Regions from separate parts of the Gossypium hirsutum genome. Here region 1 is linked to region 2. A link is a contact called in public Hi-C data. All regions are on one chromosome and are shown on one strand. The core of a region is the stretch at or near the end of the contact, and the rest is flanking DNA. Distances in the headings are between cores, read along the strand shown.

Region 1 (4,523 bases), core at 1,881-4,380, 86 kb after region 2:
TTGATGCAAGGAATAGTTGTACGTGTTGTGGTGCTTGTGTCAAATAAACTAGAGCTGAAAGTGTTGATGCGGGGAAAAATTGTGGATGTTGTGATGCTTATGCCAAATAAACTGAGTCAGAACGAAAAATTTATGAACCATACTGACTAGGAGGTTGCACGACAACCAGGTCCTCTTGTAGAGGTAGAGCAGATGTTGATCCCCTGTGACATTTTCTCCAGATCTAGGATTGATGGGCCCTCATTTTGACCTCTTACAGCGATGTTGCCTACTCTATTTTGAAGTTAGTAGTAGAAATGGCTTGTCATTGTGCCAGAACCAATCCATGTAATTTGGAGATATCACCAACTACGACGTAAGAAATGATTTACACATTGGCAAGTAATCGTACCTACGTTGCCAGATCTCGATATAATTTTTATGGAATGTTGGCCAATCTTCCTGGAGTCTCCCCCGCATATTAATCTTAACCAGGTCATCGAGCTCCTAGGGTGGCAACGGAATCATAAACCCAAACTGTTGTATCACTCGATCAAATTCATGCATCATTACCGTTGCAAAAATAACTAACGACACTTTCATGTTCCAGATGTTGCGACTGGCCAAAAATTCAGCCGAAATACATTCTTAAATCCTCGAATTCACATATGGCATCCATACAAATTGCTGTACGAATTTATAAATTTTAGTACCTGCCTAATATTTAATTTCAAATGTTGAAATAAAAAACCGATAACTTCGATCATAAACTAACCTCCTCTTTGATTTGATGATCTAAAGCTAGTTGGATATCCTTAAGCTCGGTTGGTATACCACTATATCTAGTGGGCTTATTCCACCTATTCAAATAATATGTTATTTCAAAATTACAACAATGAAAAATAAAAACGATAATGGTATTATCAAATGAATTTTACCATATTACAAGTGAGAATTTGTAAAGGAGTTCCACTCGGAGGCATAAAAATGGTAGTCGATACTATGCCTATGATTGAAGAAGGAGCATGTAACTAGCGAATTTAACTGTATTTGGTATTGTCACTTGACACATTTCTCTGTATAATATCACCACCGCTAATCCCCAACTAAGTCATCTTGCTTCTTTCAAGTCAGCTAGTAGTAGTAGCCACTTTAAATGTACAAGATTGCAAGATTTATCTGGCATTAGTAGACCCCTGATCAACCTCTAGATAAATGCGCGTGCGAATTGTTCTTTTTCAACATCACTCGAGGAAGCGTAGATAGTTTTGAAGTTGTCCTCCAACCATCTCATCTCAATTTGGCTACCCCTAAACTTGTCTGACACATTTCTTAGTAGTTACTTGCATGTTGCACTCTAATCGGCACTAATCACTGGCCTTGTAATGACTTCCTCCTCAACTGAAAGATCGAGTTGTAGACTAACGTCATCGAGTGTAATTGTACACTCACTGTAGGGAAAATAGAATGTGTATGCCTCAGGTCTCCATCTTTCGACCAAAACACTGATAAGTGGGGGCATCCAAGTTAGCCCCCCTGAGTATGTGAGCCACGCATAAAACTCCTTCATCTCACAAGTCTTCATAAATAACATTCGATGCACCTTCGCTTTAATTGTCTATGTACGTCTCCAAAATTCGATCTTCAGGCTGAGAATATAAACAAAAAAAATTAATAATCAGCATAATAATTAACTATTTAAAATTAAATAATTTAATAATATTTTCTTACCATCTGTCATTGAACGTTAGAGATATGCTTGTCATCTAAACGAATATGTTGATTTGTCATTTAAAAATTATAAGGAATAAAATAAGATCGAAGAGAATAAAATTCAGAAAAAGAATTAAAGAAATAATCGAGGATTGATGATTGAGAATTGAAAATTAAAAATTGAGGAATGAGTATTGAGTATTGAGTTAAAAAGAATGAAGTTTAGAAGAATTTATATAGAAAAAATTATGATTGTTGGATTCATTTTAGTCATTGGAAAAGTCATATCTATATTTACTCATAATTCAATTTTTTTTTTCACAATAAAATTCATTTCTATTATTGCGAACTCAACTGCAATTCAATCAAGTATATTAAAAACGTTGATTTATTACTTATTTGGTATCAAGATCACACACATATATATATATACATAATCAATTAAAAATTAAATGAGTGTAAATGAAGCAATGGTATTAATTGTATATAACATTGTATAAAGCTAATTAGTTTCAGAGTAAAATTTTTAATTCCTCTTATAACAGCAAACGCAAAGATTAAGGACGAAATTAAACCTTTATCAGGCCAACCTAACTCGAACGAAAATTAAACATGGACATTAAAAAGGAAGCCAAGCTCACAAGCTTTCAACTTATCAACATTTGGACGTGAAGACAAGAAGCATTTATTGTGTTGACACCAAACATGCAATAAATAACTGACAACTGGGACATTTGACATGATTTTTATAAAATTATGTAAAATACTATTTAAAAAGTATCCAAAGTTTTAGTTAAAATTGTAAAATTGAAGGTTTAAAATTTATGTATTTTTATGGTCAAATCTTACCATATATATTAGTTTTTTTTATAAAAATATATAAAATACTTTCATAATAATGTATTTTATTTTGTGAAAAGTAAGATTACTTTTAGTTGTATTTTAATTAAATTGATATTCGGTTGATTCATGATTTTAATTTAATTAAGAGTTTAAATAATAATATAAATACAATAAATATATATTTAAATTTGTATAAATATATTTTTTATATTAAAGGAATAATATTTGATATATGATTATTACATAAATCTAAGGTGGAACAAAATCCTAAAACATAAATTAAATGTTAATTATAACCATTATTTTATTATTTTTAGAGTTTAAAGATCTTATGATTTTGTGAGAGAAAAAATATAATATTATAAATAGTATCTAATTATATTTAAATAAAGTTGGTAGAATTTATATATAAGTTTGCTATATTTTTTTATATTTAATAATAAAATATTACTTTTTTTTTGATAATGTATGAGATTTATGTATCTAAAATAAAAATCATGAATGCAATTATAATATGAATGAAGATAATAATAATCACTATATGATAGCAGCACAACTATAATGTGAGTGAAAAGAAATAACATCTTTGTAAACAAAACTAAATGTCTTTTTGGTTGAAGATTATTAGGATGCATTGGGTAGCGAGTGGGCATGGACTCTTGAGTAGTACCAAGGGAGAAGAATTCTGTTGCCGATTGATTGGGGCTTTGTGTGTTTGATCGGGTGCCACAATGTATTCTTGACTTGTTGCTAGCTGATACTATGGGTGTCGCATTTTCACTACTAGATGACATAATCTGAGTTAGAAGTTGGTTAGTGAGATGATGAAAATTAGACACAATATAAAGACAAAAGTGTCCCTTTCCATTCTTTATTCATTTGAGCCATATTTTCTTTCATCCCGTTTCAGATGGAAAAGTAGAAAACGCAAAAGGATAGCTCTTATCTAAAAACCGTAACGAACTCTTATAATGTCATCATTAAAATCCAAACGCGCCATACCAGAAAACGGGAAAGGATTCACCTCAATGGATTCCACCACAGCTCAACGTCGACTTAACTCCATTCATGCCCACCTTGTCTCAGTCGTTGACTCCGCCTTTTCTCATTCCCACCTCCGCTCTTCCCCAACCGCTGCTGAGTTCCTCTCTGGTACGTTTCAGATGAAAATTGCTTTCTCTGCTTTGGGAGGTTGCTTTAGGCTTAATATTCCCTTCCATTAAAAAAGTAACATCTTTTTATCGGTACTATAAATTTATATCCTGGGTCTGGGATGGTCTTGATTGATTGTTCTTTTTTCATTGGTCTATCTTATTATGATGTAGAAACTGGAAAAGATTCTTCTTAAAATAAAATCTGGCAATTATGCATAAGAAGCATGAACTTGACAGTTCATTAAGACCTTTCGATTGTAGGATTTTGAGGACTGTCTTTCAGATAAATCTGGCAATTATGCATAAGAAGCATGAACTTGACAGTTCATTAAGACCTTTCGATTGTAGGATTTTGAGGACTGTCTTTCAGATAGAGACCAATAAGTATTTTGGTTGGATTTAATTTGTATCATAAGTATTTCGATCATTCTTGTAGATCGGTCACTGGGGAAATAATAATTGGTTTGAAGGGTTACTGGTGTCTTTATTGAACTAATTCTAGAGGGTAAAACTATGGTTTGAGTTTGAATTTGAAGTAATGGTTGCATGTTTATGTGAAAAAGAGCTTGTTTGTAGGAAGTGACCATGTATTTTGAGGCAGAGGAAGAGATGTTAGCGGCTGATAGCCAATTCATCTGATTTATCATTCAGAAGCTGCCATCTATTGCTAATTTTTTCTGTGATTAACTAACATATATTGATATTGATATTGAAATTGAAATTGAAATTGAAATTGATCTTTGAGCAGAACAGAATTACAGTGTTGTGCTGCCAGAGAAATTGCAGACAGGAAAATGGAATGTATACAGGTAACACTCTGCTACTATCCTTTAT
Region 2 (4,529 bases), core at 1,658-4,157:
CATTGAGTCGTCCTGTCTACGGCGTTGAGCTGTCCTGTTGACTTAGTGTCGTAACTGGTGCTAAGCTTGGTGTGTTGGCTGGGTGGGTTGATTTTATCGCCACATTGTGTGTTGGTGGGCACGGGTGGTGTGTTGGTTGGACTGGGCTAAGAATCTGTCTGCATAGCTGCATCTGATATTGATTCTGTACTGGGCTTAGGCCCATCTAATTTTGTTAATGGGCTAAGCCCAACTATTATTGATTTTGAGAATGGGCTAGGCCCAATTGATTCTGATGAGGGCTGAGACCCAAGTGAAATTATACTGGGCTTTAGCCCACACACGTTTTGTTATTATAATGGGCTCCGGCCCAGACTGATTCTGAATTCTGTCTGTTTACTAACTGTTTTAGTTTAGGAGGGGATTACACACTAGGTTTTCATAAACTCACCCCGTTTATTAACTGTGCAGGTAATCCCCAACATTAGGAGGATCAGTGCTGCAAGAGACTTGGAGGTGGCCACACAACTGCTATTGTTTTTTACTTTCTTTTAAGTTACCTATTTACAAGTACTTATATTTGATCTGGGTTGTAACAAGGCCTCTTCTAATTATAGTTCTAAATTTGGAATTTTTTATATTGTTTTATAACTGCTGGAGTATAACATAGTTTTCTTTTCCAAAACAATTACTGTTTTTCAAAATATCACGTTTCTGTAAAACTTTAAACTAAGCTTCCGTAGTAAATAAAGTTTTAAAGGTAATAATGTTTTGCAAGAGAATGACTTTTAATAAACCAATAGAAACTAAGGTTTTCACAAAGTTTTAAAATGGCCAGAGGTTCTAAATAGCAAGAAGGGTTTTCAATAAGAACATGGTTTTCAAAAAACACTTTAATGTGACATGCTAGATTTCGGTCATAGCGTCTAGGTCAAGTTTGGGGTGTTATAGAAGATCAACTAATCCAGAACGATATCTAGGACTTCCTTATACGGTAGGTAGAAGAAAAAGATCATCTTTTAAAAATTTGAAGGATAGATTTAACCAACGAGTTAACAACTGGAGTATAAGATATCTCTCCCAAGGAGGGAAGAAAGTTTTTATAAAAGTTATACTCCAGTCTATCCTAACTTATGCAATGTTTTGCTTTCTACTTCCTAAGGCTCTGTGCTGATTTGAAGGGTATAATAGCCAAATTTTGGTGGGAAAAGGGTCGAAATAGAAAAGGTATTCATTGGTGCGCTTGGAAAGATCTATGCTTATTAAAAGAAGATGGTGGCTTGGGTTTTCGAGATCTTGCAAAGTTTAATGTTGCGTTATTAGCAAAGCAGGGGTGGCGTCTTGTTAATTACCCAAATTCACTATTAGCCCGCGTTTTGAAGTCAAAATATTAACCTAATTCAAATTTCTACAAAGCTCGGTTAGGAAACTTACCTTCACTCACTTGGAAGAGTGTTTGGTCCGCGAGAGGGCTGCTGGAAACTGGTTTATGTTGGAGGGTTGGGATAGGTTATCAAATATCCATTTGGGACGATTTGTGGATATCAGGAAACGAAGAAGATAAGAGTTCCGAACCGTGACAACAATGAAGATATTAAGTTAGTTTCGGATTTAATAGAGGTCAATAATAGAAGCTGGAAAAAAAAGGCCGTCAGAAATACCTTTCGAATGCATATAGCGGAAAAAATCTTACAGATTCCACTAGTAGAGGCAGCGCACGAGGATTTTCAAGTATGGAGAGGGGAGTTGACAGGGGAGTTCTCTGTTAGGAATGCCTATAAACTATTACATGAGACTAACTTGGATCCTAATACTTTTAATTTACATGCCAAAAATGAAAACTTCTATAGGAAACTATAGAAATTATACATCCTATCAAAAATCCAAATTACAGTATGGAGACTCTCATGGAACTTCTTTCTGTCCCTTGTCAATCTCAGGCTCAACAGGGTTGTGGTGAAAGCTCAATGCCCTAGGTGCCGCCAAGAAGAGGAAAACAGCATCCATATTTTTCAACAGTGCCCTACATCAGTTGAGGCCTGGGAACAGTTAAGCTTAACATGGGTATTAAGCCATAATAATCTTAGTATGTGGGAATGGCTTACCTGGATCTTTGGTCAAGGGAATACTGAACAGATTCGGGTTGTTTGTTGTTGACTCTGGTTGAGCAGAAACCAACTATTATATGAAAGAAGATACATGTCAGGAACTGAAATAGCAAGGCAAACTCGAAACTATATTGCAGAGTTGGATGCAATAAAAGAGAGAAAACTTACTCTTCAATCTACTAGAAATACCCAATACGTATGTAGAGGAAGGGTCGCAATCCATTTTGACGCAGCATTCTACCGACAATCGTCCAGATCGGCTACGGTTTTGCTCGTACGAAATGAAGAGGGGGAGATCCTTGCATCACAGGCAGTCATACACTCCGAGATATCAACTTCGTTCATGGCAGAAGCATATGCAAGGTTACAAGCAGTCAACTTAGGGATTTTTATGGGATTAAATAAAATCGAAATAGTGGGAGACTCAAAAACTGTCATCAAGAAATGCCAAAATACTGGTACAGATAAATCGGTCATTGGAGCCATCGTAAGGGATATACAAAGCAGAAAAGACAGATTCCAGGAGATCGAGTTTCATTTTGTCCCTAAACCAAAGAATGTCGATGCTCATGTTATTACATAGGAGGCACTAAAAAAAAGAGAGTTTTTACCTGCTAGGAGGAATCCCAGAATCAGCTCGTGAAGTGCTGGAGAACTTGTGGCCAGAACCTCCGGACTAAGTGAAAGGAGAAATGAATGGTTGGGAAACAAAATGTAGTAGAAAAGAATTCATTTCAAATTTTGAAAGCCTGCTATCATTAATGGCTGGTTTGATTGATGTGAAAAGACGAAAGATATTGGTATCTAGCTATTAGATTTGGCTGGTATAGGATAAGACTTTATTTTGTTTTAATTTAGTTGCATTTGGACGAGATGGGCTAGTTATGTTAATTCTTTCTAGGCCCAATTTCTTAGTAGATTTTGGTTTTTTCTTTCATTCTTTTGTATTTATTTTTTCTGAACCTTAGCCCAAACTCTGTTTTATGCATTTTATTTATATTAATAAATCCAGTCACATCATCCATTCAAAAAAAAAAGGTTCCATAGTCAACACGAGATTTTTTTTTCATAGACCATATCTTAAGATGAGAACAGAAATATCGTATGGAAGAAAAAAAAAGCATTGTTTTAATCACCATGGAACCTTTAACGTTACGTATGCCCTAAAAGGCAATATTAACTTAACAAAAAGCATAGCATGCCATGATAGTGTTGCCATTTACAAAGATCCTCTCACTGAATCTTAAAGAATTTCATTCCATCCATTTCTACTTGGATTTCTTATTTTTAGATCCATTCCATTTCAATTTCTTCAATATAATTAATATGTTTTCAATTTTCCCCCTTATCCACTTAAAACTAAGGAAAGCATATAAGCAATTTTCTTTTTCTTTTTCTTTTTTGGGTAAAACAGAGCATGTCGAAACCTTTTTTTTTTTTTGAAAAACGGAGTCGACTTGATTTCTAAAACGAAAACAAACATGGGAGTCGCCATCAATCCTTTTTGATAAGGTGTGATCGGGTCACCTCATGAAAGTGGTTGTTTTAATAAATGGTTTGATTTATTTAAACAACGATTTTGGTCTACGAAATTCAAAAAGATAGGTTCGGGAGTCGATCACGCACGAGGAAGAATTAGCACCATCGTAACACCCAAAATTGGTACACAGTTGATTAATTAATGTCTTAGTGTCGAAAATTGAGAACTTTGAAGAAAAATACGATCTATCGTTAAATTATTGCTTAATTAAAATTTTTTTGAGAAAAATGGCATATTTCACGTTAATCGAGCAAAAGAATTATGTCCCGTAAGCTAGGACACAATCTCTTAAATTCCCTATACGCGAATAAACGCCGAAAATTTTATTTATTTTGAAAGATATTTGATTATCTCAGTTTCAGAAAGAAATCATATTTCGTAAGTTAGAACACGATTTTTTTCATAATTCTCGAGATCATTTAAAATTTTATGCTTTAAAAACATTCGTATTTTCGGATTTATCGAGAAAATCAAAACCCCATAAGTTAGGGAACGACTTTTCGAATCTTGAATTTTTATATATCGAGCAAGGATTATTGTAACACGATTTTTGTAGTAAAAATGTGAAAACGAATCACGGTGTTAACATGCGTAACAACATAATAATAGATGCAATAATATGAGCGAAAATAATAAAGTGAAAATAAATGACAATAAAGTAAATGAATAAATGAAAAGCAAGCTAATTGTAAAATAAAATAAAAATAAAACAAAAAAAGTAAAAATAAAATAAAATAAAATATTAAATAAAACAAAATAAGAAATAATAATAATAATAAAGAATAATAATAATTTAATAATAGTAATAATAATAAGCATGATAATAATAATAATAATATTAATAATAAGAATAATGATAATAGTAATAAAAATAAAAATAATAGTAATAATAATGGTAATAA

What was found. A called contact is a pair of places that touch in the nucleus more often than the background predicts.
Region 1: a contact with region 2 is called in a Hi-C map of leaf, with 3 times the contacts expected there. The contact joins the promoter of LOC107888868 here to the enhancer-like site in region 2. A contact is called at or near these places in 4 of 34 Hi-C or Micro-C datasets (callus, leaf and petal).

Annotation. Positions count from the first base shown.
Region 1 is chrA09:51,716,166-51,720,688 of Gossypium_hirsutum_v2.1, forward strand. It overlaps LOC107888868 (long chain acyl-CoA synthetase 6, peroxisomal), which reads left to right and starts at 3,131. Exons shown (of 24, transcript XM_041076089.1): 1 at 3,131-3,347; 2 at 3,446-3,687; 3 at 4,438-4,498. The coding sequence starts at 3,507.
Region 2 is chrA09:51,630,549-51,635,077 of Gossypium_hirsutum_v2.1, forward strand. No RefSeq gene overlaps it. Among protein-coding and RNA genes, the nearest start is that of LOC121206789, 24 kb to the left of the region's middle. Within about 2 kb of position 2,908, at least 9 of the 9 cell types and tissues checked have an H3K27ac peak or open chromatin away from gene starts, as enhancers often do. A contact at or near this core is called in leaf, where this site is marked.